5 separate regions of the Mus musculus genome follow, and all the other regions are linked to region 1. The links are chromatin contacts, called in public capture Hi-C and promoter capture Hi-C maps. All regions are on one chromosome and are shown on one strand. The core of a region is the stretch at or near the end of the contact, and the rest is flanking DNA. Distances in the headings are between cores, read along the strand shown.

Region 1 (4,857 bases), core at 186-2,685:
TGACAGATTTCTAGCAGAAATCCACAAGTGGTGCTCACAACCACCCAAGTCATCCAACTGGCTACAGGTTTCAAAACTGTTTCCAAAAACTTTCCCATGACACCCAAAGATGCTCCCTCCCAAACTCCCTCACCCTGGGTTTCCAAGGCTGCCCGACATTCCCGACCCCACCACCACCACCACCACGACCACCCCACCCCACCCCACTCTGTGACCCTAGGCATTGAGTGTGTCTCCCTGGTGGAGTTTCCTCCCCGCAGGGTACTTGTTCTTCCCAATAGCTAGCAGCCTGCTGAGCAGAACTGGAGAAGGGTGTCACCCTGGCAGAGAGAGGGTGGGAAGCACAGTCACTGCAGGAATCCCAGGGGCAAACGGTAGGTAAAGATGGTGACAAGTCAGATAAGCAGGCCCTGAACTGAGAGAACCAACTGAGACTCACTAATCCGGGCAGTCCAGAGACTCCTCGAATGTGAACGGAACCTCATCCGGGTGACTCCGGAGTGCCATGCAGTCTAAGAAGCTCAGCTCAGCCTACACCTATTTGAAATTGCCCTTTGTTCTCTTCTCCTCGGGCCTATAGACAGCTCTAATCGGAAGCCCACTGGAGATGGCACAGTGGGGGTGGGGGGAGGACTGGAGTGTCTCTTTGGTCGATTAGCTTGGGTACCTGGGATGATGAAATCATGGGGAATTAACAATAGTGTATATGATTTCCCACCATGTGTATATGATTTGATTCATGAAATTCTCAAAGCCATTGATTGACCAGTGTTACCTTTATCATCTCATGTTCAGATAAAGAAACTGAGGCTGACAGGTGGCTCTTTAGGACTAATTCTCCTACAGGGTTGGATTGGAGATGTCAAAAATGTATCATCCAGAGGTCTCTGAGTCTCCAAACTTCTGAGAGCCCTGTCTAAAATCCCCAATTCTAGCCCAACCTGCCTCTGGAAGCTGCTTGCAAACTTGGAGTCCTTACCTGGAAGGATGAGGATGTCCACCAGGGGTTTGCAGTGGTAGAGACCAGTGGCCATGACGCAGTCAGCCCACAGGCCCTTGGAGCCCAGTTCGTCCATTTTTCGGCAGGTGGGGATGGTGTAGCTGCAGGTCACCACCCAGTCATTGGTGGACGTTGTGACGATGATGCCAATCCAACCCACGAAGCTCGTGACGAAACCCACCACCTGAAGGCAAGTGGCTACCATGGTGGCCGCAGCGACGTCCACGCAGCTCGACTCACACGGATTGTGCCCCCTGTGTCGTCCTGGACAGAGCCTTCCCTAGGCTTGCCCTCTTGGCCCTCGCGAGCCGCTGGCTCCGGGCTACTCGAGATGGGGAGAGAGCGGCTGCAAGCACTGCTGCGACAGCGTGCAGCGGGGACAGGTGCGCCTGGAGGGGACTGCAGCGCTGCTGGGCAGCGCGTCCCCGCCCCCTCTTTAAACTCCGGGGCCCGGGCTGGCAAGCGCCAATCCGCGACAGCCCCCGAGACGAGCCGGCCAATCGCAAGCCAGGCTTCGGTGCGGGTGTAGAAGGGAGCAGGGGCTGAGGAGGGGCAGCAGGCTGCCCCACGGCTGGTGACACACGGTCAGCGCTGGGAATTAAATTAATCCCATCCCGATAGGGACCCGCAGAGTGAAGGGGGCGCGTCCAGCTCCTGTTGGGTTTGTTAAGCGTAGTCTCACTCCTAGAGAAGTAGTCTCTCTCTCTCTCTCTCTATGTCTCCCTCCTAAACTTCTACCAACTCTCCGACCGCTCCCTCTTCTCTGCTGTGGACACTTCCAAGGGCACCTAGTACATTTTCCTATGCCCCTAAGGAACAGAGGGGACACATTCAGCACTCCGATGTTGCCATAAGAAAAGACCGGGGAGAGGGCTTAGATAGCTTAGTAAGTGAGGGCCCTTACTGCGCTGGCACACGAGAGAGCCTCAATCCCAATGCCCAGCACCCAGTACAAAGCCTGCCATGGTGCTTACTAAGTCCGTAACCCGGTGCTGTTAGACTGATACGGAAGGACCTCTGAGTTTGCTAGCTGCCATTCTAGAGCCAGGTTCAGTGCCATTCTGTGGCTCGAGGAAATAAGGTAGATGGGGATAGAGCAGGACACGGGACATCCTCCTAGTGCACACGTGTGTACACAGACACACACCCCACACACACCGCCACACATAAACACACACATACACACTTCGCAAGAAACAAATAACACAATAAAGATGGTGCCAGCAGAATTAACTCTGGTCACAATAATGGTGACGATTACTCACTGTTATTAATACTTGATAAGTGCATGTGTTCTTATACCACAGCTTACTGAATTGTCCACACTTTGCAGTGGGGACAACTGTCAATTCTACACAGAAGAAACAGCCCCCCAAAGGACAAGCTCCTGAAGTTCACACAGCTAGGAAGGAGACTCCGTGGGCCCCGCTCATTCCTGTCCCTGACCTTTCCTGAGAATCCATCCTGGTTATCACTTTCTGAATGTTCCTAAAGGGCTTGGTGTTCCATTTGTGATACATTAAAAGCCAGGCATTCTGCCCAGATCACTGTAAATAAGTTAGCTTCTGTTCTCCACCGAGAAAACCGATAGCCCAGATTGAGTGGGAAGCAGAAGCTATCAGCAAAGGCTACCAGGCAGCCCCCTTCTCTACACGCATTCAGATAAGGCTCATTCTGTGCCCTTGGGCGGAGGGAGGCACTGGGGATGAACCCACGGACTTGAGCAAGCCAGACAATGCTCTACCATTGAGCTACAGCTTCGGACTTGTGCAATTTTAAGTCAAGAAAAGGATTGCTTATCTTACTGTATGGCTTGATCTAGTCACCTGGGCCTCTTCCCCCTCTCCTCTTATTCTATTTAAAATGGTGGCAGATTTCAGCAAATGGACATTTTGCTCATCATCCTGTTGAGCTTGCTGCAGTTATCCCCATGATGGATGGGGTCATACATGCCACCAACTCTTCAAGCCAAGACTGCCCTTGATCAAGGAGACTAGTGGGATATCTATGTGGCTGGTGGGTTGGTCTTGGAGTGGGCTGTCTCTCAGTCTATGTGACTGGTGGGTTGGCCTTGCACTGGGCTGGCTCAGCCTATGTGACTGGTGGGTTGGTCTTGGAGTGAGAATGGCAAACACTTTATTACTGTTACTGTGGCCTATGGGGGATAACTCCTGCAATGTGTTTGACGCAGGCCTGGTGCTGTTGATTGACAAGTTAGTCGCTATTTGAGCTACCCAGACCAGCCTGCATAGTCCAAGGCCTGGCTCCACTACTACTGCCTACGGGATCAAAACATTTCACATTGCTTTTTAAAAGAATAAGTATGTTTGTATCCGACCCCTGAGAATTCCGTGTGTCTTTTACTACATTATTTACCTACTTTGTGTGCATATGTGTGCATGGCACACGCATAGAGGTCAGAGGACAGCTGCAGAAGTCAGTGTTCTTCCACCGAGTGGGTCCCAGGGACCACAGGCAGGACTTCAGGCTGATGGCAGTGCCTTTCCCTGTGAGCCTTCACGTCGGTTTTATGTAATGTTTCTCGGTTCCCTGTCATTTGTAAAGTGGGATGAACACGGAGCCTACCGTATAGTTCTTTTTATGGGTATCTGAGTCACTATACATACCGAGCTGAAAGCAATGTCTGCAACAAATCCTCAAGAAACCTGGACACTAGATTACGATGTGAAGCTCAGAATTCTTGTTCTTGCAGTCTCCTTTTGCTCTCGCAGGGTGAGGGCTTATGCAAACTATTTTATGGAAATATAGCTCCTCTTCGAAGGAACCATCAAGTCTACGGAGTATTTCATCATAAAGTCTACTCATCTGGATGTTGACGGATATTCCCTTTAATATCCAAAACTAGCTTTGTGCTAAGGACAATATAAACTATAAAACCCTGAGCTCCATCAATTCACTGCAAAACTAGCTATGAAACTTATATTCTTAGAACTCTTACATTCTTAGAGTTAATGTTCTCCACATGACAGCTCACTCAATCAGAGTTAAGTAATGGCTTGCCCACCCATGGGTCTCATGAATGCATGCACATGCATACACACACACACACACACACACACACACACACACACACACATTTGTAAAGTCAGATTTCAGAACTTTGGCACGAAGTAATAAAATGACTTAACTAAGCTGTCAAATTTTTTGTCTTGGAAGGAGACACCCAGGGAACACATTCCTTCTAGATCTGTTCCCTTGCCCATGTGACTCTCATGATCTCCACTTGGAAACAAGAAGAGTGAATTTCCCACCAGGGGTATTGTGAAGACAAAGGTAACATAAATCACATACAAATGGAAGGTGCATGTAAGAGACAAGACACTGAATAATTAAGTTATTGTTATCATCTTCTATGACAGACACACAAAATGACACCTGAGGGAGGCCAGCAGAGATACAATCTAGCTGAATAAGTTAGCCAGGAGCAAAAAGGTTATCCAGTTCAAAGGAGCCCAGGCAGCCACGGAAGTACAGAGCATGGGCCACAGAGGCTGAGGACACAGTCCCATGGCCAGGGGCTCTGGGTTCTGGGTAAAGCCCACCAGCTCTCTTGTGGTTTTGTTTTCTTTTTTCTGACTTTTTTTTTTGACATCGGGATTCTCCCACATTCCTTGCTGTGACAGCATCACAAGTGTCCCCAGTGATCATGATCTGACTTCCCACATAATGCAGTAAATGAGAAAGCCCCACACAATCTCAGGCCCCGCTCCAGTGTGACAATGAGTCCAACCACACCCAGACAGTGTCGCCAGTGGTTCCCAGTCAGTCCCAGGTCCTTTCCTTTTCTCTCAGAAACTCTGCCATGTCACCTCTCCACGTCCCCACAGTATGACGCA
Region 2 (4,712 bases), core at 1,104-3,603, 1.5 Mb before region 1:
ATGCAGCCGTGGATCGTCATGCACAGTCCTGAGGGGCGATCCTCCACACAGCCAGAACCGTCAACGATGAGCTCTGTGTGTGTGAGAGTGCGTATGTGTGTGAGTGTGGTGCGTATGTGTACGTGTATGTGTGTATACTTGTGTGTACATGTGTCTCTGTGTGTTCCTGTGTATCTCCTTGGCGAGTTTCTCTCCACCAAATTCCCAGTCCTCTCTCTCTCTCTCTCTCTCTCTCTCTCTCTCTCTCTCTCTCTCTCTCCCTCCCTCCCTCCCTTCCTCCCTCCTCCCTTCCCCTCTCTCCTCTCTTTTCTTTACCCCCATCCTCCACAGATCTCCTTATTCTTGGAAACACCAGGAGCTGTGAGAGTCCATCCACACACTTTGTTACTCTTGGGATGCTGCTCTGAGCAATGAAAATCTCACTGACTCTGCTTTCCAACACACAGTACACAGGCTTGTTCTTTAAAAGTAGGGGTTCTTTTTAGAAAACTAAGAGACAGGCAACAAAACAAATACAATATGATATAATATGAAGTGGGTTTTTTTGGGTGATGAATACTTTTTACTTCTTTTAAGTATTTGGACTATTCAGCCAGGATTTCTGTCCGCATCAAATTTTCACAGATCATCAAAGACCATCAATCTTTTCGGGCTCTGCAGTTCATGTTTTGGAGCTATGGATGTCTGCTTCCCCGATCATCTCCAGAATAGATTCAGTACCCCAGGGCTTTCCACTAAGTTTCCCCAGGTGCTTGTCTTTCAATATACAGTTGACAGTAGAGTATTTCTCAGAATCCTGCCATATGGGACATGCTTGTGCACAGGATTATGAGGGAGGAAATCACAACAAAGGAAAATAAGTATCTGAGTTGGTCTAGTCAGGTGCCATGTTATGTGACTTCATGAAACAAGCAGAATCCTAGTGGGCCTCAGTTTGCTAGTCTGTGAAATGGGGATAAATGACAGAGGCAGGCTGAGGCAGGGAGCCTTAGAAATGCATGTCCTCCCTAAGTACCGGCTTCCCCTTGTCTCCAACCTTCTAGTTTAGGACTTATTACTGAAAGATGCCATCAAAAATTAGACCACTCCGGCTGCAACCTACCATCCTGACTCTTTGACGTGTAAGTCTGGTACTTCTTCATTTTCTTCTAGTATTTAATTAGGGAAAGCAAAACTTTGGGGAGAAACCACTTCATCATCCTGGTATCTTGGTGTTTTCACATCTGTGGTGGGGTGGCTTTTACACAGAGCAGATCTTCTCCCCAGTCACATTCAGACTGCTGTTTGGCCTCCTTGCCGGTAGGTATGAGTGGCTTTTATTCCAGGTTGATATGGAGCAGCTGATAAGGAAGAATGGAAGGCCGCGGGGGTGCCAAGCTCTCCTGATATTCTTTAAACCCTTCTACAGCTCTGCAAGCCTCTTTTACCCAGCTCTGTTTCTTTAAATTGTTTGACGTCAGAAAGAGAATGCTATAGCAACCGTCTGTCAAAGTGGAATTAACTCCGAAGAAAGATGGGGGTGGGGAGAGGAGCAATGCCCCTGCAGAAGAAACAAATTGGAGGGAGACATTTAGTTTATAACATGTTCAGTATAAAACGCCGGAGAAATGCGAACAAAGTCGCTTGAGATGCACTGAGGTGCACTAGTGTTTAAAGAGCAGAGACCTGGCAGGGTGCTGGGAGAAGGCCTTCCAGTCATCAGTGACCACAGAGTAACTTCCGAGAGCTGACAGTCAAGAGGGCAGGCTCTGTGCGAGCATAGGTTTGTTCAGGAATGTTTACAGCACGTTCTGGTGTTGGGGGTGGGGAGGAGGGCAGTATCACTAGCTTCGTGTTCCCAGTGAACCTCGGGCATCCACCGACGGCTGCTTGGCTGGATTGACTTCAGATTTTAGAGCCCAGTAATTGCAGACTGCATCTGTGGCTCTCCTGGCTCAACCCTGCAGCCCGCCAGAGCAGAGCAGCCTAGGCCAGGCCCAGGCGTGAAGAAGTCAGGCACTCAGCTTAGACGGCGCGTCCAGGGGCACACTGATAAATCGAAACTGCAGGGGATGCGCTTTCCGCTTCCCAAAGCCGCAGAAGCTGCACGCCTTGCCAGCGCCCACCCCCTGCACCCTGGCCCAGGCCACGCGCGCGCCCCCGCCAGCCCCCTCCCCAACACACACGCACCCTGGCCCTGCATGCGCCAATCAGCCTCCACCCAGGCCAAGCGCGTTCTGGGTTCCCCGAGCCCCTGCAAGCGCCCCCCGCCCCGACCGCGCTCGCTCCCGCCAGCCCCGACCCGAGCCACGCGCGCCGCTCTCTCGGCGCGTTCCCAGACCCTCTCCCCGGCCTCGCGCGCCCCCGCCCCCGCCCCCGCCCAGCGCGCCGCGCCCGGGTCCCCGCCCCGTCCGGCGTGCAGGGCTCTGGGTGTGGTCGCCGTCTTGTGTGGTGGAGCCAGCTAGCGGTTCGCGACCCGCAGCCGGGCGCCCAGCAGTAGCGCGGTGGTGGCGGCCGGGCTCCAGGTAGGTGGCGAGCGCAGGCGGCGGGCGTCAGGGCTCCGTGTGGACGCGGGTGGCGGGCGCTGGGCTCCGTGTGGACGCGGGCGGCCGGGCGCGGGGCTCCGTGTGGACGCGGGCTCCCCTGCGCTCTGCGAGGCCCGGGACGGCCGGAGGGTGCGTCCACCCGGGAGTCTAGAGGACGGTAGCTGCAGAGAATGCCCCCCCCCCCAACACACACACACACACACACACACACACACACACACACACACACACACACACACAGCCTCCCGCCATCTCCACCAAGTTCTCCACGGGCTGCTGGAGCCTCAGGTTGTTGTTTTTGGACTGATACTATGTCCCCAAAGCTTGGTTATTTTTAAGGTGGGTGATAACGGATTTTGGATATTTGCAAGTTTAGAACTAGAGAAAGCGGTTATTTTTTCTCGTCTTCTCCCCGCATCTCTTTCTGCGTTTTCAAAGTTGAGAGAAGGCTGACAGTGGTGGGTGATTTTGTTTTCTCTACTCCTTTCCCATCCACCCCCCCCCCAAAAAAAGGTGAGTATTATAACCTGCTGTAGACCCGCGCCCTACTAGGGAGTTGCCTTAAGACAGAATTGTAATTATTAGTCCCTTTCAATATCGCGAACTCGGACGGTGGTGACCTTTTATATATTTCAGCTTATCAGGATGTGATGGCTGGCATGCTAATGTGAGAGGGAGAGAGGTTGTCTTTTACAGGGGTCTGACCAAACTGTATATCTGGTCTTTGCCAGCATTCATTGCTGATTCTGAAAGTTTACTGTATATTTTAATATTTTGATTAAGAGCACTTAAGGAGTCTTTTGCTTTTGCATTTGGGTTTGCTGGTGAATTTGAAACCGAAATAGAAACTTTAAAAATATCATTTAATAAATATTGCCAGACCTCTTGTCTACACGTTATTAGACCATGACGCTGATTCTTCGTGCTGTGGTTTGCTTAACTGCATGCCTTAAGCCTATGAGCAATACACAGGAAGCAGTTCTGAGTTGCTGGTCTTTTATGAATAAACATTTCAGCGTGTGTTTTTACTCCTTAAAAATAGATCCTGAAATAGATCCTGGGACAATTTCAAAACTAAGAGTGGTATCTAAGTTGGGCTTTTTTTTTTTTTTTTTTTTTTTTCCCCATCACCAAATATTGTCGGAGAGTGAGTGAATTCTCTGATTTCTTTCAGGTGTGTTATTTAAGTTTGGTGGTTTGGCTATTCCTTTCTTTGCCTTGCTGGCTAGTTTAATCAGATTTATTAAAGGAATTGTTTACTGAAGCTCTGTCCTCTCATCAGGGGCAGTGAGCTATTCTGTTCTGTCATCTCTGGGTCACTCCTCAAAGGACACATTATACCTTCCACAGGCAAGGCGATGTTAAATGACTCACTGTGGCCTTGTAACTGTTAACTCAAGTTGGAGTCAGGACAAGATCCCTCTGTCCGCAGAGTGCATGCTTTTCCTGCAGAACACATTCAGTTAGTCCTAGGTCCTGGGAAGGACCCTCAGCCATCACTGATGTACACATAAAATTTCCTTGACATGTCAGAAACCTGTGCTGGTTTCTCTGCTGTGATTGGTGCCATTTACTGGTGTTACTCTGTATAGCCACCCATCAGCCATTCTGTTCCTGGCATCCCTGGGGTCAGTGACCCTTTTCCTGAGGTACAGTTACTCTATTGGCATTAAACTGGTGGTGGCTCCTACAAACTAATACCCCTATTTTGACATGGGCTCCAGAGAAACAACTACCACCACTTTGGGAGGATGGAAGCAGGGTAGCAAGCAACTCCAGGTGTTGTGGAGTTTCAGCTCCAGCAGATGAGGCAGGAGGGTGTTGTTGAAAGGGGTTCTAACCTGGGCTACAAGGAAGCCCCTGTCTCCCAACAACAACCTGCTTTATAACGTGGGAATTCTTTGATATCCTTTATGTGTTAAGCCAGATGTTCTCACAGCTGCTTCCTGTACTACCACCCCCTTACCCTGAAGCTTCTGTGTCTGGTTCTGTGGCTCCCTTACGTTGTTGTGTAAATATGGTGGTGTATCTACTGAAAACACACTTTTCTCAATGTGGTGTTCTACCTCAGTTACTGTCCTATGTCTTTCTGTCTGTCTTTCATTTTTTTCTTTCTTTTTTTTTCTCTTCTCTCTCTCTCTCTCTCTCTCTCTCTCTCTCTCTCTCTCTCTCTCTCTCTCTCTTTGT
Region 3 (4,683 bases), core at 1,915-4,414, 1.4 Mb before region 1:
CTCTGAGAATTCCTCACTTTTCATTGTAAACTTAACAGACAGATATCCTTAAAAGCTAAAGAAATTCCAATGGCTCGCTCCAAATTAATATATTGTGGTAAGACAATTGGGAATACCTTTGAGCAGTTACATAGACAGAAGGTAAACATTTATCCTCCCACAAAGCAATTACATCTCACGTGAGAACTGACAAACTGGGGTGGAGACATGTAATGGCTTCATACGGAGAGGCCGGCTTCCCAGCTCTGTGACCTTGAGCAAGCTGCTTTGCCTTCACAGTGCCTTTCACTTACCTACTAACTAGTCTTAGGAGTAGTAAAGGAATTTTTACTACTGTAAAACACTCAGACTAGTACCTTACTCTTTTCTTAACTGTGAAATTGTTTTCACTCACTATGGCATAGTTCCCAGAATGCAGAACAATGTGAATTCCACAACTAAGCCTGAGCAGGTCACATACCTGTGTGGATGCAGAGGCAAGTGGAACAGAGTTTAAAGCCATTGGAAGCTACACAGCCATTTCAAGGCAAGTCTGATCTCAAAAGGGTAAAATAAAAAACTGAAGTGGAAATAATAAAGCACCTGCGTACACTTTCAACAGTAACCTTACTAGTTTAAGAGGTACCCACCTTCAACAAAATGTGAGCCCTCAGTAACAAACTCCAGTAACTGGCCGAAGATTGCAGTGATGGCTTTCTTTGCCAGCACAAAGTGCTTCAGTGGAGATACCGTTTCTGCCATTATGCACCTAGGTTGAGAAAAAGGTTAGAAAAGCAATAATTAAGCCGGGCGTGGTGGCGCATGCCTTTAATCCCAGCCCTTGGGAGGCAGAGGCAGGCGGATTTCTGAGTTCGAGGCCAGTCTGGTCTACAGAGTGAGTTCCAGGACAGCCAGGGCTATACAGAGAAACCCTGTCTCGAAAAACCAAAAAAAGAAAAAAAAAAAAAAAGAAAAAAAAGAAAAGCAATAATTAGCCTGTGGATGACAAATGCCTGGAGTCTCAGCTACTGGGGCAGGCTGAGGCAGGGGGTGCACTCACACCAGGAAGTCCAGTTTTACCTGGACAATGCGACATAGCAGGGCTTTCCTCATCTCCAAAGCTCTACTTAAACTTAACAATGAGGGGCTTGAAGACGTGATTCAGCAGTTAAAGAGAACTGGCTGCTCTTCTAGAGGACCCAGTTCTATTCCCAGCACCCACATGGCAGTTCACAACTGTCTTAAGACTCAAGTTCCAGGGGTTCTGATGTCCTCCTCTGGCCTCCACAGACACAGGTACACACATGGTACACCAAAATTTGGTTGCATATATATGCAATCAAAATACCCGTACACATTTAAAAAAAAAAAAAAAAGCTGAATGATAAAGGTGTGGTGTTACACACCTGTGATCCCAGCCAGGAGGAGGCTGAAGCAGGCCAGCCTTGGTAAACCTTGTTCAAAACGAAAAACTCAAAATCTCTCAAAACAGTTCAGGTGGAGGAGACTAAGTTCAATCCTCCAGAAACCAAGTGGTTGAAGGAGAGAACCAACTCCAGCAAGTTGTTCTCTGCCTCCAAACACCAACTGTGAAAGTCTACCGCTTCCACATATAAGTTAAATATAATTTTAAAAACCATATGAAAACAGGGCAGTGGTGGCGCATAGTCCCAGCACTCAAAGACAGCTGGATGTCTGTGAGTTCAAGACCAGCCTGGTCTACAGAGCAAGTTCCAGGACAGTCAGGGACACACAGGGAAACCCTGTCTCAAAATCAAACAAATAAAAAACAAAAACAAAAACAAAAGAAGAAGAAGAAGAAGAAGAAGAAGAAGAAGAAGAAGAAGAAGAAGAAGAAGAAGAAGAAGAAGAAAGAAGAAATGAAATGTGCATGCCTCCAGGGCTAGGCAGATGTCTCAGTGCTTTAAAACACTTGTTGCTCTTCAGAAGGACTTAAATTGGTAGCTCACAACCACCTGTAACTCCAGTTCCAGGGGATCTTATGCCCTATTCTGACCTCAAGGGCACTGCGCAGAAACTGTGGTGAAACATGCATCCGTATATGGAAGAAAAACATACACATTAAAAAATCTAAAAACAGAGCAAACATTTAAAATCATGCTTAGTCTGATACCTGCTAGTTCATGCCTCAATTTCCTAATAGCAAAAAATTAACCTGGCCAAATAGATAAAATACTTTTTAGTATTATTTATTTATTTACAGAAACCATGTTAGTCAGAAACCAAAGATTACTCTCGAGTGATCTCCCATTAAAAAAAGAGAAATTTGCCTCCTGTCATGTTACCTGTAATTCAGTTACTCAGGAGTGTCACACAGGAAAAGCTGAAAATTCAAGTCTACAAGAGGCAACAGAGTGAGATCAAGGCTTGCCTGGGTCTCTCAGTGACACTCAGTTTAGAAACCGGTTTAGGGATACAATGGCATTTGCCTAGCATGGGAGACCTGGGAGGGGCTCAATCTTCAATCCTGGAAGAGTAGATATGTAAATAAATGTAAAATCGGTAAAAGCTAGTAACAAAAATCTTGGTTGTAATCCCTAATTTATTTTCCTCGAGTGAAGATGAAACTAGTTTAGCTAAACTAAGTTTCCCAGTTAGCGAAGAAAATAAAAGAATGCCCAAGTCTTAATGCAGTACAGACACCAAGAAGGTAGCAGCTTTCGTCACAATTACGGAGTCAAGACTTAAAGAAGGCATGAAGGAAGGCTTCAAGCCAAAGTCCCCAAACTTAAAGGAATGTTGAATTTAAAGTAAAAGACGTTCTACCTGGAAGCTCCTATGAAAAGCCACCAAAGACAAGCACACGCTAACGCTGGTGTGCGTGAAAAGAAGCGCCGTGGCCACCAGGAGGGTGGCTCCCTCCGGAATCCTGAACTGACGGCGCGGAGGAGGTGCGTGGGGAGAGGAAGCCGCGTGGGCCGAGAGCCTGCCCAGCCGGGTGGATTCCTACCTGGACAGGGCCTTCCCTCAGGCTGGCCGCCCGTCGCCCTTGCCCGGCCCGCCGCCCCGGCCCGTCAGGGCGCTCGCGCTGCGCCGGTCCGGAGCTCGAAGGTCACCCCGGACGTCGCCACCCGCCAGCGGACACTCACTCCGTCCCTGCTCCCCACTGTCACCCAGCAACCACAGCTCCGCCACAGCCCCCTGGCTGTCTCATCCTCCCGAAAGAGGGGAGGTGCCCAGAGGAGGGGCTAGGGGCGGCTACTTCCGGCGCTTCGGATCTCCTATTGGCTGACGCTTCGAGACCAGAACTGCATATATTGCGGGCGCCATTTTCCTTCAGGGCTGAAGGCGAGGTTTGTTTTGGGCAGGAGTTCTTATTAACCACTGGGCTGTTTTCTGTTCCACCTTCCAACTCCTCCCCTTGGTTTTTCCCTTCAGAGTTTTCAAAGCTCAAAGGCGCCAAGTGTGAAAAGATGTCCATGGTTATCTGAGGGTGTAGGGGGAGAAGTACCCCAAAACCACATAGATGTTTATCATGCGGGGGGGGGGGGGGGGGTCGTCAAAACTTTGACTTTTCCAATTGCTCTGGTCTTGATTGGTTTTCTGGGGTTACTGGAGTGAGCTGTGTGTGTCTACTTACTGTAAGAGGTATTACTCAAGAAAATTAATTGTTCATGATTTAAACTTTGTTAGGAATCACCTGGGAATCTTGTTAAACCATTGATTGATTGATCGAGGGTGAAGCCCAAGGACTCTACATGTTCCACCTTCCAAGAGAGGTTTCACAGCATGTGTCCTGAGAGGTTCTTTACAGAGTTAGCAAATGAGATGCTTTTGCCAGGGAAGCCCCTTTATCCATATGAATGGCAGCTACCTCATCTATAAAATACTAAAAATGCCTACTTCATGAATTGTGGGAAAGTAAATGGGTTAGGGTGTAAAGTGCTTAAAACATTGATGGGCACCTGCAAAAGTTGGATAAATAAAAATAAAAGTTGGATAAAAAAGTTGGATAAATACAGTGAATGAGATCATTTCAGACTATGACTGCTATTATGGGGGGGGGGGGAGATCAGGACAAGAGGATAGAGTGAAGAAAAATGAGCAAGGTGGAGCCAAAGAGGTATGTGTTTTCTGAAAGGATGTCATTTCTCAGGTCATTTCAGGACTGTTACTGGGAATATCTGGAGAAAAACTGTCCAAGACACATAGGAAGGACAGTGCTAAAATGGATGAGTTAAAAAAACAAGCATGAGCTGGGCGTGGTGGCACACACCTTTAATCCCAGCACTCGAGAGGCAGAGACAGGCAGATTTCTGAGTTTGAGGCCAGCCTGATCTACAAAGTGAGTTCCAAGACAACCAGAGCTATACAGAGAAACCCTGTCTCCAAAAAAAACAAACAAACAAACAAACAACAACAAAAAACAAAACAAAACAAAACAACAACAAAAAGAACTCACAAACCCGCTGTCACAGCCTCCCAAGTGCTAGAATTCAGATCTGTGCTCTCACTCTGCCTAAATTTGAAGATTTTTGTTTTGGGTTGTTTTTTGGAGACAGTGTCATTTTATATAGACAGTCCTGGGTCCTGGAACTCACTATGTAGAACAAGTTAGCCTTGGACTCACAGAGATCCAATGCCTTTGCCTCCCAGGCCAGATTTTTTAAAATGATTTTTTTCTTTTTGAGACAGGGTTTCTCTGTGTAGCCCTGGAACTCACTCCATAGACCAGGCTGGCCT
Region 4 (4,378 bases), core at 1,139-3,638, 1.3 Mb before region 1:
GAAAGAGTGTGGTGTCCTGTGCCACTTGGGGTGAGTGCAGAGTTGTGGTCTCAGCTCCTGATCATCTCTATACTCACCTAGTTTCAGCTCCAGTCCTGAGCTTGGTAAACTTGCCTCGTTGCTGGGGAGGGCATCTACCTCTTCCTGTCTATGTGTGACTTAGTGACATGGCCTCGTTCTCGTCACATCTTGTCACCTCTCCTCTACACATCAGTTTACTAGCTATGACACCAGACACGTGAGATTGCAGGACGCAGGTCACTCGGTGATCTGATGTAACACCATCCCTAGGATTCTATTTTAATTGGGAAAGAAAATCAGCCATGGAGCCAATTATCATTTTTCCTGTGTCCTAAACTCCATGCATCCTGTAGGAGCTGAGAAGGATGAATAAGAGAAATGTCTTTATCTTTGAAGCGACACTACTCTGCAGGCCAACAGAAGACAAGCATCGGTGATTTCAGACTCACCACCGGTAGCCATGGCTACCATGGTAAAGATGGGAAGGTTGACTACAAACTAGTTAATAACTGAGGAGGAGCAAGGCAGAGTGGAGCTGCAAGAACAGGAGACCGGAGAAAAAGGCTGCCTGAGACAAAAGTATGAGAGGGGCTGGAGAAATGGCTCTGTGTTTAAGAGAACCAAGGTTCACTTCCCACTACCCATAGCCACACCATCTGACATGCCAGTTAGTTCTGGATCTGATTCTCTTTTCTGGCCTCTGCGGGCACTATTCATGCCTGTAAACATGTAGGCAAAACAGTCATACACATTAAATGAACAAATTAATTCATTACAAATGATGAGATATGCTCTTTCTCTCTCTCTCTCTCTCCCTGGTGGATATGGCTCAAGATGCGAGTGCTCAATTGTTCCTTCACTGTGTTATCATGGACTCTAACTCTCTGAAGCTGCAAGCCCAGTTAAACACTTCCTTGTAGAAGTTGCCTTGGTCATGGTGCTTTATCACGGCAGCAGAAAAGAAATGCATACAGTTAGAATTCTTCAGTTGTAAGAATAGAATTCATAGGAGGTTATACAGCTGGCCCTGCTCAAGCTGCTTTCACTGGGTCAGCTGGTCTCCTGTAGCCTGTCTGGACGCAGCAGGCAAAACTAGGAAAGGGCAAACCGAAAGGTTCACACGTAGCCCCTCACTTCTGTCCTATTCTCCAACTGCCACACTCCCTATAGAAAGTCCGTAGGTTCCTCCCGTCCTTGCGAGCACCTCTTCCCCACAGGAGAGGGTTCACCCTTCGATGTTTTGAAAGAAGTAGTATCCATTTTCTGTTGAGGTCAGTCTGGACATTTGCTGCCTCCTGTGTCTTTAATCTGCTTCAGAAATCTAACAAATATACTGTGATAAATCAACATGACCCAAAACAACCTGGGGAGAAAGGGCTTATTTGTACTGTATACACTTGGACACCACAGTTCATCACCGAGGGAAGCCAGGGCAGGAACTCAAACAGGACAGGGACCTGGACACAGGAAGGGGCCTTGGCGGAGTGTGGCTTACTTGTTCGCCTCCATGGCTTAGCCGACCTGCTTTTTTTTTTAGCACCTAGTGCTACCTCCCTGAGCTCTGACCCTCTTGCCTTTGCCTTCTGAGTGGAAACTATTGTGCCAGCTGTAAATCTAATTTTAAAAATTAAACGAATTAATATTATGATTGCCAGGTGTGTGTGTGCATGACCTGTTTGTGCGCTTGTGTGGAATTCGAAGGACAGTTTGGTAGACTTGGCTCTTTCACCTTCCACCTTCACTGGTGTCTGGGCATGGAGCTCAGGTCACCAGGCTTGGCCAGATGACCTTTTACCCACTGAGTCACCTCACAGGTTTGTAAAGCTATTCTTTTATTCAGAACAATTTTATTCAGAAAAGGCTACTATATTAAGCCTGTACCCAAACATAATATTTTGAAAAAAGAAGGGAATGTGTCTGGGACAGAACATTTCCTCTTCTTACACGTTGTGTATTGGGTATGTCTGTCCCCAATTACAGAGTCCCTGGGGCCTCAGAACTTTCCACAGTCCTATTGGTCTCTATGACAATGCACCTGGTGAATTCAGAGGAAACACAGGTGTCAGGTGGAACAGGCGCCAGGCAATGCTGGGGGAGTGTTGTTGGCTACAGAACCACCTAGGTACTCCATGAGCAACTATACCTGAACGTTGCTTTGCAGCCAGGCTGCCTGAGTTCCCACCTCTCTAGGAAACTTCTAGAGGACCCCGCCAGCTCTGGATGCAGCAGGGGTCCTGGTGTCTGTGGCTAGGCAGGGAATTGGCAACTCCCTCTGGGACTCCACTTCCGATGATGCTTAAGCCTCCTGCGCTCTAAAAGGGCACAACTCAGGCGGGGAGCATCCGATCCAGACATCTCCTGGCCTCATGCAGCCCTTCAGCATCCCTGTCCAAATCACGCTACAGGGTGGCCGGAGGCGCCAAGGGAGGTAAGTTCCCCACCTGAATCTCCCATCAGTGTGCCTCCTGCTAATCAAGGCCAGTGTGGCTACAATGCGGCATGCTGAAAGCTGAGTTTGGTAGGTGCTTTGAGGAGGCCAGCTTGCAATGCCTCCCAGGTACCCCTACCACCCACCTCTACCCCACCCCCACCTTTGGTTGCTGTTTTGAGACAGGCTGTCATGTAGCCCAGGCTGGCCTCAAGTTCTCTATATTGTTAAGAATGATCCTCCTGCCTCCTGATCTCCAGTGCTGGGATTCCAGGTGTGGACCACTCTCTACCTGGGTACACAGGTGACACAGGTGGTGTGGGCTATGGATCCCAGCACTGAAAGCAGTGCTCAGCAATATATCTCTTGTACGAAAGAACAAAGAAATGACACCAGCCTTTGGTCTTGTTGGTGAAGCCTTAATGGTCCAGACCAAGATTCAGGTTCCAGCTCCCCACCGAGGCAGCTGCATGACTCTGGGTCTTTGCCCCTCATCTTATCTTGAAATAGAGATACTTGTCTTTGTGTGCTCTAGCACGGTGGTGCCTTCCTGGAACTCTCTAAACTAGACAGGCCTGCATATATTATGTACATTCTAGCTTTATTATTATTATTATTATTATTATTATTATTATTATTATTAAGACAGCATCTCACATAGCCTGGGCTGACTGCAAACATGCTCTGTACCTGATGCTGACTTTGAACTGCTCTTTCTGCCTCCACCTCTCAAGTGTAGAGATTACTGGTATTAACCACCCAACTATACTGAGTAAGTGGGAAGTGAAAAAGATTATTTTAGGACCCTTCTCCCCAAGGGTATGCAAAGCAGAAGAATTTTGAAGTTCAGAGGAGTGGGGCCTTGAACTCCTGTGTGAGAGTTGGGGCAGCAGGACAGTCAGAAATGGGCAGAGGAGAGCCATACCAGGCTTTTGAAATATGATATTAGAAATGTTCTGGTACATTCTTGGGAAGAGGACACCTTGAAGCCAAGCTCTCCCACTATAGAAAACTTGGGTGGCTCTTAGCAATATAAGCAGAACTGGGAGCTGGGTACTCATTAACCTCCAGCTTTAACTACTCTACTGGGTATTTGGTTTAGGGCATGAAGGAGAGGCATTGGATGGGTTGGGCGTGGGTTCCAGGCTGGTAGAAGGGTCAGACCACAAAGTAGAGAGGCTCGCCCAGCTATGAGCTAATGCCTTTATGAGCAGGCAATTACAGCAAGTCGCTTCGTGGCAGGAGACAGAATAGCAACCAAGCCAGCGAGTGAACGTGAAGATGCTCCTCATGACACAAGCAAGGTGGAAGACAGTCCAGTCTGCCCCCAACGCATCCCTATGCTCACTTCCCTTCCTGACATGCAGAGGTGGATAGCTTCTTATTGCTCCCACCCTGCACTTGGTGGTGGCTTTTTATCAACCTCACTTGCTGTTTCACAAAAAGTTGCTAAGCAATTTTGTATTTTTTTTTAAAAAAGCAAATACCCAGAAAGATTCAGGCAATGACAAAAACCTTTCAGCTGAAACAAACTTCAGGGAGGTAGTAGTTGAATGCGCATGCCCAGCGTCACAAACGCATGGGGATCCTCATTAGGTGAATTGTGACGCGTGGCTGAGCTACCTCGAGTTCTTGCTCAGTTCAGATGTTAAAGGGCAAGGCTGCTGGTTTCTGTCCGGATCACACCCAGGCAAGCTATGGAGCTAGAGCTAGACTGTTCACGCTGTTAGCAACTCAGTTTGCCTCAGCCTGAGAAGGTGGCATGGGAGCCTCAGCTGTGCTCTGATTTGATTGGAAAGTCATCCTCTGCAGGGAGAACTCTGCAGGGAAGACTGGGCAGGGAGGACTGGGCAGGGAGGACTGGGCAGGGAGGACTGAGCAGGGAGGACTGGGCAGGGAGGACTGAGCAGGGAGGACTGGGCAGGGAGG
Region 5 (4,550 bases), core at 816-3,315, 1.5 Mb before region 1:
TTATTGTCTCTCTTCTGTAAACCTGATTTGAAACCAATTGTGATTCTACTCCTTAGAAGGGGTCCAAGAAATAGACTATGCCCTGCTCTCTTTAACCTGATATAAGAGATAGTCGCCGCTGGCCAGCTCCTGGGTGCACCCCAATAAAATCAAGCTTCCTTCCATTTTGTCTCTAAAGTGTGGTAGTGATCCTATTCTCCCCCGGGGGGACTAACAATTTGGTAACGGCAGGCTCCTTCACAATACACCAGTCCAATTCTGCAGTGGAGACAGTGGGGTCCTCAAAAGACAACACCAGCACTGAAAACCATGTGTGAGATAACATGAATGTTTGTGTCTATGCGCTCTCACCACAAAAACAAAACACCAAAACCTTTGCTCATTTGCTGCAGCTCCTGGGACACAGGACACGATAACCATGTAGGGAGCAGGGTCGATATGTAATTAGTGGATGCTGCAAAGTAACTCCTTGGGCCACCCTGATGTACCACTAATGTGAATCAGTGGCAACATTGTCATGGAGCTGTTCCACAGCCCAGAGCACCACCAAATCCTGCCCAGGGTCTAGCCTAAACTCCTTTTCATGGAATCCAAGACCCCGGGGAACAGCTCTAACGTACCTGGCTTAGGCTCCTGAGAGTACCTTAAAGGGCCACAGATGGGGAAGTTCAAGATGAAAAGATTCATCAGTCTGGGCCCTGTCCTAACTAATTGTGGTTATCTGTTGTTGTTGTTGTTGTTGTTTGTTTGTTTGTTTTCTTCTTGACACAAGGTAGAGTTATCAAGAAGAGGGAACCACGGTTTAGAAAAATGTTACCATCAGATTGGCCTGTAGGTGTACCCATGGGAATACTTTCTTTTTTTTGGGAGGGGGGGATGAACGTTCGAGACAGGGTTTCTCTGTATAGCCCGAGCCGTCCTGGAACTCACTCTGTAGACCAGGCTGGCCTCCAACTTAGAAACCCACCTGCCTCTGCCTCGTAAATGCTAGGATTAAAGGCATTCACCACCACTGCCCAGCGACATTTTCTCAATAATTAATGTAGAAGGGGCCTGGCCCACTGTGGGTGGTGCCACACCTCAAGTGGTCATAAGTGGTTTTTAAGAAAGCAGGCTAAGCAAGTCATGGGGGACAAGCCAGCAATCAGCATTTCTCCATGGTCTCTGTTTCAATTCCTGCCTCAAGATTCCTTCCCTGCTTGAGTTCCTAGCCTGCCTTCCCTCAGTGATGAACTACAATTGTAAATTGTATAAAGAAAAGCATTTAATTGGGGGCCTGCTTACAGTTTTGGAGGATTAGTTCTTTATCATTCTGTTGGGGAGCGGACAAGCATGGTGTCGAAGCAACAGCTGAGAGCTTTACATACTAATCCACAGGCATCAGGCAGAGGGAAAGAGACACTAAACCTGGAATAGGTTTTTGAAATCTTAAAGCCCAGTGGCACATCGCCTCCAAAAGGCCACACCCATTCCAAAAGGCCACACCTACTCCAATGGGGCCACACCATCTTCAATAAGGTCACATCTCCTAACCCTACTCAGTTTCACTATCTGGCAACCAAACATTCAGTCTATGAGCCTTTGGGAGCCATTCTCATTCAAACCACCATAATGTACATATTTTATCCTTTATCCCAGCAATAGAAACACCAAATAAGTCACTGGCACCGTGAGATCAAGCTGTTGACTGCTGCATTTCTCTCAAATTGTCATTGGCTGCTTGTCCCGATGTCACCATGAAGTCTTTCCTCTATGTTTTTGCATGTCTGTGCCCAAACTTCCTCTTCTACAATATTGGATTAGGACCCACTCTGAAGACCACGTCGTAACATCTGTTAAAACATTATCTCCACATGTAGCCTCACTTGAGGTACTAGGATTATGACTTGAACATATGAGATCAATTCAGGTGATATCATCACCCATGTGTCCTGGCCTCTCACAGTAACTCTTTAAAGTTGTATTTATTTTACTTTAATTCCGCATATGTGAGGGGTAAGTTCATGTGAGTGCAGGAACCCTCAGAGGTCAGAAGAGGGTGCTTGAATCATAGGTGGTTACGAGCTGCCTCACACGGGTGCTGGGAAGTGAATCCTCCGCAAGAGCAGTACGCACTCTTTATTGTGGTGTCATCTCTCCAGCTCTTCTCAGATAGACTCCGGGTCACCCAAAGTGGCCCCTGGCCACTCCCCAAGCCTTCCTGTGGTGGCTTTACTCCCAGCACTATGTCCTCTCAGCATTCCCGATGCCTGCCCGCCTGTACATCTAAGTCAAATCTGCTTCTCTGAAAACAGCCCATGCCTTACCTGGTCCTGTAATCCTCCAAACGGATAGAATGACTCTCTCTTAAGAACTCAAGCAGCACTTGAAATACCTCTAAAATTCTACTTATTTCTGCACCCATTTCATCTTCTCTAACACATTGTTAAGTTATTTTAGGGTGCTACATAGCTATTACCAATATTTGCATACCAGCACCAGCAAGAGAGGGAGAGAGAGAGAGAGAGGGGGAGAGGGAGAGAGAGAGGGAGAGGGAGAGAGAGAGGGAGAGGGAGAGGGAGAGGGAGAGGGAGAGGGAGTGCTGTAACTTTATACACACACACACACACACACACACACACACACAGGAGCTGTTAAAATACATCATCCAATACAAGTATTCAATTCATACTTCAAATCCTTCTGTCCAAACTCAACACAAATATCACTGTTTCCTTGTCTGAATATGTTTCACATGCCAGCCTTGGTCTTTTATGCTGTACAACTCTTGCCTCATAAACGCGATAACCCTAACGGCTATTAGTGCAGGCTGGTGTCTCTTGGGACCTGGGAGGAGGCAGGGACTGAGACAAGAAGGTCCATTGTCTTGCTCTCACAAAGCTGTGAGCTCTTTGGGCAAGACTCATCTTGTGCAACAATAGAAAGGAGAATCAGCCACCAGCGATGGAACCCGGTCCCAACAGCTTATGGGTCACCCAGAGAGAAGAAAGTGCAAGCCACACTTGACCTCCTCCAGAGTTCTACCAAAGTCCATTCACATGTTGATTAAGCCAGAAGCTGCAATGGCCTCTGGCTTGAGCCCTGTTTGTGGTCACAGTGTCACAAGATTCCCTCAAGAGCTACGGGTCACCTCACTGGCAACACAAGTTGTTTTGGCTCTGCCTCCACTGCCCACTTTCATCCCCTGCTCCCCACGCTGCTGCTATTGGTTGAGCTCTTGCTTCTGATTCCTAGTTCCATGTGATCAGACTGTATCCTAGGACTCAATGGGTGGCCAAGGGGGAGGGTTCTGTAAGCCATTGCCACACATACATCATATCCTCTTTGTATGCTTGTGTTGTGTGTTTGTGTGTGTGTGTGTGGGGGGGGAGTATTGTTTTGCTTTGGTCTTGGTTTTTTGCTTGCTTTGAGATATGTGTGTGTGTGTATGGTGTGTGGTGTGTATGTATATGGTGTATGGTGTGTGTATCTGGGTGGGAGGCTGTGTGTGCATGTCTATATGACACAATTTCACATAGCCCAGGCTGGCCTCAGAGTTGCTATGTAGTTGAACATAGTTTTGACTTCTAGTCATATTGCTTTCATCTCCTAAGAGTTAGGATCAAAGGTGTTCATCATCCCCCTGGCTTACATGGTGTAGCTTCTTGAAGATTCTTTTTTCCTCAAAGATGAGAAGAGAGGGATGTATGGAGAAACGGAATTTAGTAGTTAGCAGAGTAAGGAAATGCAAAGGAATTTAATGTTGAAACAAAAGCTTATGCTCACAGGTTGCCATGCTGGGCTAAGGACTGGAGAGCTTGCTCAGTGTTTAAGAGCACACATTGCTATTGACATGGGCTGGACTTGTTCTCAGCACCAGCAGCACACAACCATTTAAAATAAAATAAAATGTATTTACAATGCAGAATTCAAATGAAGCTTTAGGAAACGAAACTCAAAACTTGTCCTGGGTGCAGATCATTCAAATTACCTGGAGAACACATGACCACACAGACTTCTGTTCGAGGACAAGAGAAAGGAAAGAAAGGGTTTTGATGAAAGGAAAATGTTTGCAAAATGTGGCTGATCTAATAAACCAGAAAAGTATGACACAACTTACCCAGGCATTGGTCATACTAAATATTGACTCCTGGGTCAGAAAATGGGGGCTTGGGATCACGTGTAACACTTTGGTGGTGTCACACACCTGTAACCCCAGCACAGGTGGAGATGAAGGAGTTTAAGACTATCCCCTGCTATCTTAGTGATTGAGACCAACCTGTGCTACCTGAGATCTTGTCTCAATAAGGAAAGGGGGGGTGGGGGGGGAGAAAGAATCAGTAATGAAAGCTGTTGTGTCTTTACAGTAGATTTTAAACTAATAAGGTACACACTGGTGGCTGGTGGGTAAGTAAAGCTGCTACTAGCGTGCTTGGCATTAACTGGTTCCAGAGAACAGTTTTCTTTCTTTCTTTTTAATTTGTACAATATATTCTCAGCTATCAAAACACCATCAAGAATATAATCATATGAGGAAAATTCTGAGGGCTTGTGAGATAACTCCAAGAAAA

Evidence for each region. Promoter capture Hi-C pulls out the DNA fragments that hold promoters and counts their contacts. Capture Hi-C pulls out chosen DNA fragments and counts their contacts.
Region 2: a promoter capture Hi-C map of hippocampal neurons shows a contact between it and region 1, with 5 times the contacts expected there. The contact joins the promoter of Gnb4 here to the promoter of Cldn11 in region 1. A contact is called at or near these places in 3 of 39 promoter capture datasets (the 3T3-L1 cell line, hippocampal neurons and pre-B cells) and 1 of 115 datasets of contacts at active chromatin or transcription factors (astrocytes).
Region 3: a contact with region 1 is called in a promoter capture Hi-C map of hippocampal neurons, with 3 times the contacts expected there. The contact joins the promoter of Mfn1 here to the promoter of Cldn11 in region 1. A contact is called at or near these places in 2 of 39 promoter capture datasets (embryonic stem cells and hippocampal neurons) and 2 of 484 Hi-C or Micro-C datasets (B cells and CD4 T cells).
Region 4: a capture Hi-C map of embryonic stem cells shows a contact between it and region 1, with 5 times the contacts expected there. The contact joins the promoter of Kcnmb3 here to the promoter of Cldn11 in region 1. A contact is called at or near these places in 3 of 39 promoter capture datasets (the 3T3-L1 cell line, liver and pre-B cells), 1 of 15 datasets of contacts at CTCF or cohesin (pro-B cells), 10 of 484 Hi-C or Micro-C datasets (B cells, CD4 T cells, CD8 T cells and 6 more), 1 of 115 datasets of contacts at active chromatin or transcription factors (astrocytes) and 1 of 9 other capture datasets (embryonic stem cells).
Region 5: a contact with region 1 is called in a promoter capture Hi-C map of pre-B cells, with 10 times the contacts expected there. The contact joins the enhancer-like site here to the promoter of Cldn11 in region 1. A contact is called at or near these places in 1 of 39 promoter capture datasets (pre-B cells), 7 of 484 Hi-C or Micro-C datasets (B cells, CD4 T cells, CD8 T cells and 3 more), 1 of 115 datasets of contacts at active chromatin or transcription factors (astrocytes) and 1 of 9 other capture datasets (liver).

Annotation. Positions count from the first base shown.
Region 1 is chr3:31,146,498-31,151,354 of GRCm38.p6, reverse strand. It overlaps Cldn11 (claudin 11), which reads right to left and starts at 1,435. Exons shown (of 3, transcript NM_008770.3): 1 at 980-1,435. The coding sequence starts at 1,205.
Region 2 is chr3:32,614,231-32,618,942 of GRCm38.p6, reverse strand. Gnb4 (guanine nucleotide binding protein (G protein), beta 4) reads left to right here and starts at 2,353. Exons shown (of 10, transcript NM_013531.5): 1 at 2,353-2,504. Gm52622 (a long non-coding RNA gene) reads right to left here and starts at 2,332. Exons shown (of 2, transcript XR_003954599.1): 1 at 1,666-2,332; 2 at 459-1,540.
Region 3 is chr3:32,527,963-32,532,645 of GRCm38.p6, reverse strand. It overlaps Mfn1 (mitofusin 1), which reads right to left and starts at 3,164. Exons shown (of 18, transcript NM_024200.4): 1 at 2,951-3,164; 2 at 630-748. The coding sequence starts at 741.
Region 4 is chr3:32,489,979-32,494,356 of GRCm38.p6, reverse strand. It overlaps Kcnmb3 (potassium large conductance calcium-activated channel, subfamily M, beta member 3), which reads left to right and starts at 2,388. Exons shown (of 4, transcript NM_001195074.1): 1 at 2,388-2,449. The coding sequence starts at 2,388.
Region 5 is chr3:32,692,721-32,697,270 of GRCm38.p6, reverse strand. No RefSeq gene overlaps it. Among named protein-coding and RNA genes, the nearest start is that of Actl6a, 14 kb to the left of the region's middle. Within about 2 kb of position 2,065, at least 18 of the 459 cell types and tissues checked have an H3K27ac peak or open chromatin away from gene starts, as enhancers often do. A contact at or near this core is called in pre-B cells, where this site is marked.